2 separate regions of the Ovis aries genome follow, and region 2 is linked to region 1. Evidence: chromatin contacts called from public Hi-C data. All regions are on one chromosome and are shown on one strand. The core of a region is the stretch at or near the end of the contact, and the rest is flanking DNA. Distances in the headings are between cores, read along the strand shown. Region 1 holds the start of DUSP4 (dual specificity phosphatase 4). Region 2 has its middle 32 kb from the start of TRNAE-UUC.

Region 1 (5,425 bases), core at 2,497-4,996:
TTGGTTAAAATCATAGCTTGTGACCAGGAAGGGTAATAGAACCTCTGAAAATATCCGGCTGTATTTCCTGTCCCCCCAGGATAGCAGATATCAACAGTTTTCCACGGCTTAATGTCTGACCACTTTTACTGCACATCCACCACCACACATGAATGGTTGCACAGAAGGCCCCACTGGCTGCAAAATAAAAGGAACAAATTGGGGAGGGAGGAGAATCATCCAAATTACCCAACACCTAATCAATTCAGGTATTTACTAAAGATAAATCTAAGGGGCTTGTCTCCTCCCGTTTCCCTTTAGTTTCCTGCCCCCAGGGCCTCCTGCGAGGAACCCACGTTTCCTGCTGTTCCGCTGGTGTTTGCACTGTCTGCCCCCAAGCGCATCTCCCCGCAGCGCCAAGGGAGCCTATTTCCTTCTGCCCTCACTGGGGGATTCCTTTGCAGGGGAAGGCTAGGAGAAGGAAGAGGAACTGTGTGAAGACCGCCTCTGTTTAGCACCTAAATGAAAATAAGCTGAGCTGAATAGTATTTGAACCAGTTAACCTCAAAGATGTTCTATCACCACTGCAGAACAAGCTGGAAGGAGATACCCTCCCTCTTTAGGCGGCGGTTGCGTCCAAAGGCAGGCTCCCTTTGCTTAGAAAGACCCAGCTGAACCTCTCCTGGCCCCTCCCGGGAGGGCCTGTAAAGAAAAGTTGGACCCCAAGCCCAGGCCATGCCCTCCCCAGCTCAGAGGTTGCGGTCTTGGAGAGGCAGCGAGCGGTCCGCCCCTGCGCACGCCGGGTCAGACAACAGGAGGCAGTGCAGGCCTCGGGAGGAAAGAGCCCTTAAAGCACTCCTTTTCCTTCGGCCAGGCACCTCGCCAACCGCCAGGGGACTGCCGACCCTATTTGCCTCGCGCCCGGCGGCCGGCCCGCGGGGCGGCTCTCGGTACATATCTGGCTACGGGCTCTCCCGGCGGGATTCGGGGGAACCAGGCAGGTGCCGTGAGCCCGAGAAGGGAACCTTAAAAATCTGCTTCTCTCGCCGGGAGCCGGGCCTCAGTGCGCGCCCGGAAACCCTAGGGCGGTCCTCTCTGGATTTCTTTCAGGGAAAAAAGAAAACAAAACGAACCCAGACGCCACGTGCGTCCGCTCTGCCTAGAGAAGGGTCCCAGGTTCCGAGGCCGAGTAGGCAGGCGTGCGATCGGGGTCCAAATCCAGAGTGACCGAGGTGAGCACAGCTCGGAGAACACCGCGGCCAGCCCTTGCCACTCAAAGGGGTTTTCGTCCTAGAGAAATTTCTGTCACTGTCCTTACGTGCGCCAGCACCACGCAAAGGAGGACGAGCGGCGTGCTCAACCGCGGGGACCCCATCCCCGCGCTCCACCCGTTCCGGGGCCGCCGGGATCCCGGCACACCTCGGCGCCCGGGGCCCCTAGGCCCCTGAGCCCAGGTTGCCTCGCTTAGCGCCTGGTCCTTCCGGTGCAAGGCCCTTCCTGGCACTTTCCCTTAAAGCGCTGGGAGGAGAAGGGAGGAGCGCTGGGCCCAATCAGAGGTGCCAGAGGCCGCCCTCGCGAAGAAAGAAAAATCAGCAAAATCGCCTTAGTGGTTCAACCAAAGGTCAACAGCAGCATTTCCCCAGCAGCTGACAGGTCAAATGGCCAGGAAACAACTGCCGAGAACAAAGCCCCCCGCTGTTCACAGGGGCCAGCCCGACCCGCCGGCACCGAGCGGTGTGGTCGTGCCTTTTGGAAGGGGCAGTGGGGAGAGGTTTCCGCCGCCGCACCTCCCGCCCCATCTCCCTTCCTCTCTGGTGAGCGGGTCCGGAGAGGAAGGGCAGGAGGGAGGGGGCTGGGGACGCCGGCAGGGAAAGGGGCGGCCCTTTGATGGCGGGGGTACGAAACGCCTCCCTCGGGTCCTGGGGCGGCCAGAACCCGCAGCGGGCTAAGGAATGCACGGAATGCGGCGCGGGTGGAAGGGGCGCAGCGCCGCAGGGCCCCAGCGACTCGCCCGCTCCCGGCCTGGCCGGGCAGGTGCGGCCTGCGCCCGGGTCCTTCCAGGTGCTTGGGTAGCCTTCGGCCCTTTTGGAGTTTTCGACTTGCAGATTTGATAAGATCGCCCCTTCCCTAGAGTTTCGCACTTAGCACGCGCCGCCATCTGACAGTCTTGAGTCTGAACAAAAGATCGTTACTTCTCAGCTACCTTCATTTAAGAGGCCCCATCCCGCTTGGCGACACCCGCAAATACTCGGGCCTCCCGCCTCCGTCTCAGCCCGAGGCAGGAGGGTTTGGCCACCCTTCCTGGTGGAGCTCGGAATTGGGCGGCAGGAGAGGAGATATGGATTTGCTCCACACCAACCCCGCAAGCTGATCCTCGATTTTGCATTTATGAACGGTTGGTTTCCAGCAGGAGCCGCAGAACCGATCACACCCCAGCGCTCACCCCGCCGCTTCCCTCTCTTCCCCACGTCTCGGAATCTCGTAATCGGATTCGGTGCGGGACCCGGCCATGCCAAACCAACAGGCCTAACCTATCCCCCACCGCCCGCGTAGTGGCACTTGAGAGCACTTCCCTGGACTCGAAGGTGGAAAAGCTGCTGAGTCGCTTCTCCCGCAAGGCCAGACCGTTAGTGGATGTAAACAAATGCAGAATCGCCGGGAAGGGTCCGGAATTGCAGGTGACTGAGCCCTCACCATCTCTGAGGACTTCAGGAGCTCGCGCTTGCACACAAACGCACAGAACCCTTGCACACCAGCGCGCACACCAACACGCACAAAGCGTTTGGGGGGCATCCCGCAGCCACGAGTCCCCCCCCACCCCAGGCACCTCTTCTCCTGCCCACTAACGCGCAGGCCGCCCAGCCCCGCCGCACCGACCCTCCAGCTCGCGCCCAGCGCCCGCGTTTACCTTTCAGTAGGCAGATGTCGGTGCGCTCGGCGTTGCGACGCAGCGCCTGCACCACCAGCGACACGGTGCTGTCCTCGCGGAGGCTCTCGGCGCGCGGGCTGCGCTCGTCGTAGACGATGACGGCGGAGTAGAGGCCGGAGCGCAGGCGGGCGCGCACCTCCTCCTCGGCGGGCAGGATCTGCTCCAGGCTCACGGAGCCCTTAGCCCGCCGCCGCACAATGGTGTTGCAGCGCACGTTGACCGAGCCTCGGATGTAGCCCGCGCTGTGCGCCAGGAACGGTCTGCAGTCCAGCAGCAGGCACTTGCCGCCGCTCAGCAGCCCCAGGGCGCCGTGGCTGCCGCTGCCGCCCGCGCCGCCGCCGTTCTCGTCCCGGTTCATCAGCCTTTTGAGCACGCTGCAGTCCATCTCCCGCAGCTCGTCCACGGTCACCATGGTCGCCGGGAACCGCGTCTGTTGGACACGCGAGGAGGCGAAGGACGCCCGGGCGAGCTGGGCTCCAGGAAGGGGTGAGCGGGGGGCTACGAAAGGGCGCGCGCGGGCAGAAGCGGCCTCAAACTTGGCCCCTAGGGGCTCTCACTGGCGAACCTCTTCTCCCGGCTTCCCCTTTCTCGCGCAGCTTCTCAGTTACATAGCAGTCCGGGCGGCCTCGGGCGCCGGGCAGCACGATGCCAAGGGGGAGGTGGCACTGGAGTAGTGTTTACGGGAGAGGTACGAGGGCTCCCTCCTGTTGTCGCCTCTATTGTATTTTGCCCGTTGCGCTGCCGTTCCGGCCGCGGTTCCCCCACGAACTGCCGGAGCTCCGCGCTCTGCCCCAGCCAGAGTTTCCTCTCCTCGGCGTATAGATTTATTAATGTTCCTCGGCTCTCCCGCGGGAGGGGGCAGATGCATTACTACCTCGCGAGGCTCCGCCTCTTTCCATTCTCGGCCGCGAGCCCTGCCCCGCCCCCCCGCGCCCGCGCCCCGCCCCCTGGCGGCTTCCCCCGCCCCTCCGGCCCCACCTCCTCCGCGCGCCCCAGCGAGTGAATGGAGTGCCGGCCGCTCGCTCCTGGTCACGGGGACGCGACGTCACAAAGAGCGGAGTAAACAGGGCGCGCGGCGGTCGCCGCCAGGCCCATTCATAAAACCGAGACCTAGAGGAAGAGGGAGGAGGCCTCCGACCCGCTGGCGAGCGGCTGCGCCGGGACTTTGTGAATGGAGCGTGGCGGCGCCTCTCCCCTGCCTCCGCGCGCGTCCAGCCCGACCCGAGTTGCCTTGCAGCCACTGCACCCCCGCCTCGGTGGTGGCGGCGATGATCCGCGGGAAAAAATCGCCAGCCGAGAAGCTGGCCTAGCGGAGGGCCGGACTCGGTTTTGAGCTTTCATGCCGGTTTACCTCCGCGCTTCCCGCTTGCCCGCCTCGCAGGTGGCCCCCTAGTACCCAAGGGGACTAGGAAATGCCGCATCGCAGCCGGCCCAGCCAGGCCCTCCTCGCCCCAGCCTTAGGGAGCGCATTCAGCCCGCCAGGCGTTTTTGGCTTTTTTTTTTTTTCCAATTGCAGATCCTCAGACTTTAGCTTCTGCCTTAGCCTGATCGATTTTCATCTTAAGGTATTAAATCAGTTTTATAGCTTCCCGAGGAACGTGGGCAAACCCGAATCCAGAAGATGAAAGAGAAAGCCCTCGCTCCCCGAAGCCCGGTAATAGGAGTGAAGTGTTGAGTTTGTTGCTTTATGACCCAGAGGGAGACATTAATTGGATCCGGAATGTTGTTCCCAAGGAGGAAGGCGGAGTGCCACTCCCTTCCACGCTTCCTAAAGATGTTTATTTAACCCTGATAGGGGGTGGGGGACAGACATTTTCGGCTTTTGGAAAAGTCCTCACGCCTCTGGTACTCGTGTGAATTGTCTCTCAGGAAATGACAATTAGGGTCCACATTTGGTGCGAAACTAGACCCAGAGAAATTGACGCGTAAAGAATTTAATACATCCCAGGGCCGATTCGGGTTTCTTTGCGTCCGTCTTTCCCGGTCCGGTCTCATTTTCCCCGACCCCGCTTTTACTTATGCATTTAATTTCCCAGAGGCCACTTTTGGCAGGAGATGCGTGCGCGCAGCGGTGGGGGACACGACAGAAGCCAAAAATGATGCGTCCGACATCTTGCCAAGTCTTGTTAGTGAGGAATTAACCACCGAGCAGGGAATTACGAGTCTCGCTGGAGGCCCGGTGGCTGTGGGGTCGAGTCTTCTGCTCCCGGCTGGCGGAGGCGACAAGGGTCGGTGAACCCGCTCCCTCCCCCGACTCGGCCTTCCGCTCCGCCTTTGTTCCCCGCGGAGCGGCTCTCCGGGGCAGTCGACTCCGGGCCCCCGGGGCCACCCCTTCTCTCCCCAGCCCGGCTTCGGCGGCGGCCTCCACCTCGGAAATCTACAGCCTCGATACCCTCCCGCTGCGTCAGGGCTCCCGGACCCCAGGCCTAAGCCGAGTGCGCCAAAAGAGCTCTGCGATGTACTGATCCTGTCTCTATTTAGAATTTACTATTTTATTCATCGTGGACTTGGGGGGAG
Region 2 (5,424 bases), core at 1,751-4,250, 100 kb after region 1:
TCTATTCAATAATCTGTGGTGATCTAAATGGGAAGGGAATCTTAAAAAGAGAGGATGTATGTGTATGCATAGCTGTTTCAATTTGGTGTACAACAGAAACTAACATTGTAAAGCAACTCTACTACAGTAAAAATTTATTTTCAAAATAAACATACTACAAAGTAACTGAAAAATTTCCCTCTCAGCTTCTTTCCCCATCTTCCCAGTCTCTCTCTTTAGCAGGTGATGAACATCGTTAGTTTCTTGCTGGAGATAACCATTGTGAGTATAAGTAAATATGATTTATAAATTATTTCTTTTATGGTAGCAGTATATGCACTGTCCCTTATCTTGCCTTTTCATCTTTTAGGGATTTGTTCTTAACTGTACGTGAAGCACTTCCTCATTTTATGAATGACTACATATCATTTTGCTTTATGAATGTATCTAATCTATTAACCGATCTCTCATCAGTGGACTTTTAGGTAGTTTCCAATCTTGTCCTTTTACAAACAATGTTGCAATAATCTTGTGCAAACATTATTTAAACATGGACAAATATATCTGTGAGAGAAATTTCTAGAAGTGGAACTTCTGGGACAAAGGGTATAGGCTTTTGTAACTCCAATAGATATACAGATGTTGCCCAACTATCCTCCATAGAGTTTTGCCAGTTTACACTCCCACTGCAAAGAATGTTCTAATTCATTCTAATTCCCGCTTGCTGGTTTCCCCACTCTGTCACCTTATCAGCCAAGGGCCAGTCAGGAAAAAGAGTCGTTGTTAATGATTTTCAACAGAAGGAATCTTAGAAGGGGGACTGAGTATACAGGTGGTGGGAGAACCAAAGTCAAACATGGGCTAAAGAGGCAGCTCAAGGCAAGAACCATTGCAGGAATCTGCTACCACCCATGGGCTGCTGGACCCAGGAGCCAGGACCATCAGAAGAAGCTGGCACTGCCTCCCTCGTAGGAGCTGGGAGGATGGAAATAGGGGCTGTCAAGAGGGTGCTAGAGAAGAAGTAGTTATTGAAGGAGATGCTCCCAAGAGCAGAGAGTGAAGAGCAGAAATACCTTGGCTTTCCCCTCTCTTCCACCCTCCTGTTTTTTGGCCAGTGCCTCCCATTTCTGAAAATGACCTGAAGTCAGCAAGAGAATTTGAGAAATGCCTTTTCCTGTGACTGGAGACCACAGCAGAGAAAGATGGAGAATATTCAGAAGATCTGAGAGCAAAACAGGGAAATGAATGGCACAGTCTGATTTTTCTACAGTTCAGCTCCACGTGCACCATCTACGCTATATTTAAATGCCACTGTCTACTGGGCCCCACAGGATATGACCCTAGCTGCTCTCCAATCTCATTTTCTACCACTGTCCCCCAATTTTCTCGGTCACTCCTACTCTGGCCGCTTACTGTTGCTCAAGCAAGCCAGCTTCTCCCCAATGCCCCCCATTCATCTCTGTTCAGCAAGTCTGAGATGCCTCCACTCGGGACCATGCCTGCATCAGCAGTTATTTGGGTGGGAGCTCCCTCTGGCCCTGGGACTTTGTCTTGGGTCCAGTGGTCCCAGGCAGTGGGCAGTTCATTCAGTTCCTGGTCTTGGGGCTGAGTCTTTTTCCATGCCTTAGTGCCACCATTTTCCATAAAGCCACAGCCGCAGGCAATGAGCAGCTGTCATGATTTTCCAGTTACTTCATATGGGTTGTATCTAGCAGTGAGCCTGGCCCACTTACCACTGCCCCAGCAGAAACACATTTAATCCTTGTTGTTTGAGGCAACCGACCCCTCAGCCACTAATGCTTGATTCAGGCCATGGCAGTCAGCAGGCTCAAGGCTCCCGTTTCACCTATCACTTTGGTTTCTGGTCCTTGGAGATGTTTAGTTTGTTTCTGATACCAGTTGTGTTTACTTGTTTTCTCTTCAGATAATCTATCATTCGTGTGTGTGTGTGTGTGTGTGTGTTTGGGGCCGAGGGAATGTGATGAACCATGATCTTTCGGCACCATCTTTTTTCTTTTTTTAATGCTTATTTATTTATTTGGCTGTGCCAGGTCCTGGTTGCAGCATGTGGGATCCAGTTCCCTGACCAGATATCGAACATGGGCCCCCTGCATTGGGAGCGTGGAGTCCCAGCCACTGGACCACGTGGGAAGTCTCTCAGCCATGTTGACCAGACCATGCATTTAGATAGGCAGAATCTCAGTTAAAACATTCTGTTAATGGACTCAGGAATCCATTTTGCACATGCTGCTGCTAAAATCATACATGAACCAGCTTGTACTCGTGTGGCGGTTTTGGGGGCAAACGCTGGGCTTTAGAACCATTCCTTCCAGCAGCAGCACAACTGGAGAACGTACAGGTGGCTCTGATGGCAAACTCGTGATCCCCAACCCCAGCAGGGCCTTCTACAGGGCTGCAGGTGAGCTTGGCTGGCTTCCCCTCTCGCTTGCTTCAGCACTTGCTCTGACCCTTCATTGCAGTGAGTGTTAGTGACACTACCATCACTGGTATTATCATGACTCTACTCATCAACTTAAACTCCTACAACAACTCTCACTCTTTAAACTGGACTCAACCTTTCTTCTTAATTTTCGTCTCAAGGGATTTGCTGCCCGTCTTTTTCATTGCAGGCTTATTTCTTAAATTGCTCTAATTCTTAGCCCCGGTGAGCAACTCAGGTTTCCTGTGTCATCCTTCATCTAGATATGAAAACAGTAAAATCTATACTGATTGATGCCAGCCTATTACAATGTGGTTAAATGTATCTCACCTTCAAAACAATAAGTAGAACTTCCCTGGCAGTCCAGTGGTTAAGACTCTGTGTTTCCACTGTAGGAGGCACTGGTCGGAGAGCTAAGATCCTGTAAGACTTGTGGTGCAGCCAGGAAGAAAGAAAGAAAGAAAAATTAAATAAACAAAAAGTCTCCCCTGATGTGGAAGCCCTGTTAGCTATTACCGACCTTAGCCTCCATCACGGAGGCATACCATGGAGCAGTTTTGCTCCCACCCCTCACCCCCGTCTTAACTGTTGCAATCAGGCCTCTGCTCCCATTGCTTCACTGAAACCAGGCAGTGAAGGTCATTCGTGAGTGTTCATTGCCAAATCCAGTGGCGCATGCTTGGGTAATTGCTTGGCTTTTCTGCAACATTCGCCACCTCCTTTCTTTGGAAACCCCACAGGACTTTGGCTTCCGTGACCCTCTCTCCTCTTGTTCCATTTTTCCTCCTTGTGGCTGGACTGTCTTCACCCTCCCCTGGCTCCAGCCTTGAGCTTTCCTCACACTGCTCCCTCCCTCTGGCTTTCTCATTCGGTCAGTGTGACTCCGTCTGTATTTGCCTGCAGGTGAAACCTCTACTGGATTGAATGATGTGTCCCCCCATTTATGCCCACCCAGAACTTAAGAATGTGACAATACATGGAAATAAGGTTTTGGAAAGTGTCATTAGTTGAGACAAAGGCATACTGGACTGGGGTGAGAGAATAAGATTTTGTTGTTTAAAGCCACCCTGTTGGTGGCACTTTGTTACAGCAGCCACAGGAATCTAATACATTGGTTCCCTCTGGACTTGCAGTAGACCTCCCTGGGGTCAGGGGCTGGACTCAGGCAGGGCAACCTAGTCCTCCCTTATAGCTCATCCATTCACTTTGTTGTCTCTAGATATTTCCAGTTTTAGATGAAAGATCTCCCATTTGACCGGGACAGTAGCTTTGTCCAGAAGAGAAAGTGAAAGTCACTCAGTCATGTCCAACTCTTTGAGACCCCATGGACTATTCAGTCAATGGAATTCTCCAGGTCAAAATACTGGAGTAGGTAGCCTTTCCCTTCTCCAGGGGATCTTCCCAACCCAGGAATTGAACCCAGGTCTCCAGCTTTGCAGGGTTACTCTTTACCAGCTGAACCACAAGGGAAGCCCAAGAATACTGAAGTGGGCAGCTTATCCCTTCTCTGGCAGATCTTCCCGACCCAGGAATTGAGCCAGAGTGTCCTGCATTACAGGCAGATTCTTTACCAACTGAGCTATCAGGGAAGGCCCCACAGAAGAGAAAGATAGCTCTTAAATCTTGACTTACCACTTAATTGCTGTGTGTCCCCAGGCAAGAACTCCTTTTGTCAGCTCGGTTTTTCCATCTGTTCAGTGGAAGATGTTGGTTTCTTCCTGGGTTTTAAGATTCAGTGAACTGATGGGAAAAGTTTTTAGTGGAAAGTCAAACTTGTAAGTTTTCCTTTCTTTGGAAGACAGAAACAAACAAGAAATGGTTGGACTTCTTTTCTTGCTATTCCTTAACTTGACATCATCAGCCTCAAGCTTCAGTTGGTTCTTTTCACTCAAGCAACTTTAGAAAAACCCTTTCTGAGTCTGGCACCCTTAAGTGAGTCCTTCCTCTGGGCTAAAACTTCAAAGCATCTTCCTGGTCCATGACCTTGAGGTTTATTCTAGGTCAGCTGCCCTGCCATTGTCATTTTCTCCTATCTCCCAGCAATTACTCCATTTTCGTAAGAATTCTGAGGTTGTCAGAGAGCCTTTGTTTTTATAGCAACACTATTTTCTTTAGACGCTTGCTAGTCCCTTCCAGCTTTCCACACCTGGTGATTTACTACCCTTAGAGCCTCCTGTGTGTATTAGTTGCTCAGTGTTTTCCGACTGTTTGTGACCCCATGGACTGTAGCCTGTCAGGCTCCTCTGTCCATGGGATTTCCCAGGCAAGAACACTGGAGTGGGTTGCCATGCCCTCCTCCAGGGGATCTTCCCAACCCAGGAATCGAACTGTCTTATTCTGTGTCTCCTGCATTTTTACCTGCTGAGCTATCAGTAAAGCCTCCTCAGTTCAGTTGTTCAGTCGTGTCTGACTCTTTGCGACCCCATGAATTGCAGCACACCAGGCCTCCCTGTCCATCACCAACTCCTGGAATCTACTCAAACTCATGTCCATCAGGTCGGTGATGCCATCCAGCCATCTCATCCTCTGTCATCCCCTTCTCCTCCTGCCCCCAATCCCTCTCAGCATCAGGGTCTTTTCCAATGAGTCAACTCTTCACATGAGGTGGCCAAAGTACTAGAGTTTCAGCTTTAGCATCAGTCCTTCCAAAGAACACCCAGGACTGATCGCCTTTAGAATGGACTGGTTGGATCTCCTTGCAGTCCAAAGGAATCTCAAGAGTCTTCTCCAACACCACAGTTCAAAAGCATCAATTCTTCGGCACTCGGCTTTCTTCACAGTCCAACTCTCACATCCATACATGACCACAGGAAAAACCATAGCCTTGACTAGATGGACCTTTGTTAGCAAAGTAATGTCTCTGCTTTTTAACAGGCTATCTAGGTTGGCCATAACTTTCCTTCAAAGGAGTAAGCGTCTTTTAATTTCATGGCTGCAGTCACCATCTGCAGTGATTTTGGAGCCCCCAAAATAAAGTCTGTCATTGTTTCCACTGCTTCCCCATC

The links. Hi-C and Micro-C count contacts between places; a contact is called where the count stands out from the background.
Region 2: a contact with region 1 is called in a Hi-C map of liver, with 1.9 times the contacts expected there. The contact joins the enhancer-like site here to the promoter of DUSP4 in region 1. A contact is called at or near these places in 2 of 16 Hi-C or Micro-C datasets (liver and tail adipose tissue).

Annotation. Positions count from the first base shown.
Region 1 is chr26:24,835,571-24,840,995 of ARS-UI_Ramb_v3.0, forward strand. DUSP4 (dual specificity phosphatase 4) reads right to left here and starts at 3,747. Exons shown (of 4, transcript XM_004021751.5): 1 at 2,888-3,747. The coding sequence starts at 3,320. LOC121818096 (a long non-coding RNA gene) reads left to right here and starts at 951. Exons shown (of 2, transcript XR_006058205.2): 1 at 951-4,562; 2 at 4,945-5,425.
Region 2 is chr26:24,941,116-24,946,539 of ARS-UI_Ramb_v3.0, forward strand. No RefSeq gene overlaps it. Among named protein-coding and RNA genes, the nearest start is that of TRNAE-UUC, 32 kb to the left of the region's middle. Within about 2 kb of position 3,001, at least 3 of the 54 cell types and tissues checked have an H3K27ac peak or open chromatin away from gene starts, as enhancers often do. A contact at or near this core is called in liver, where this site is marked.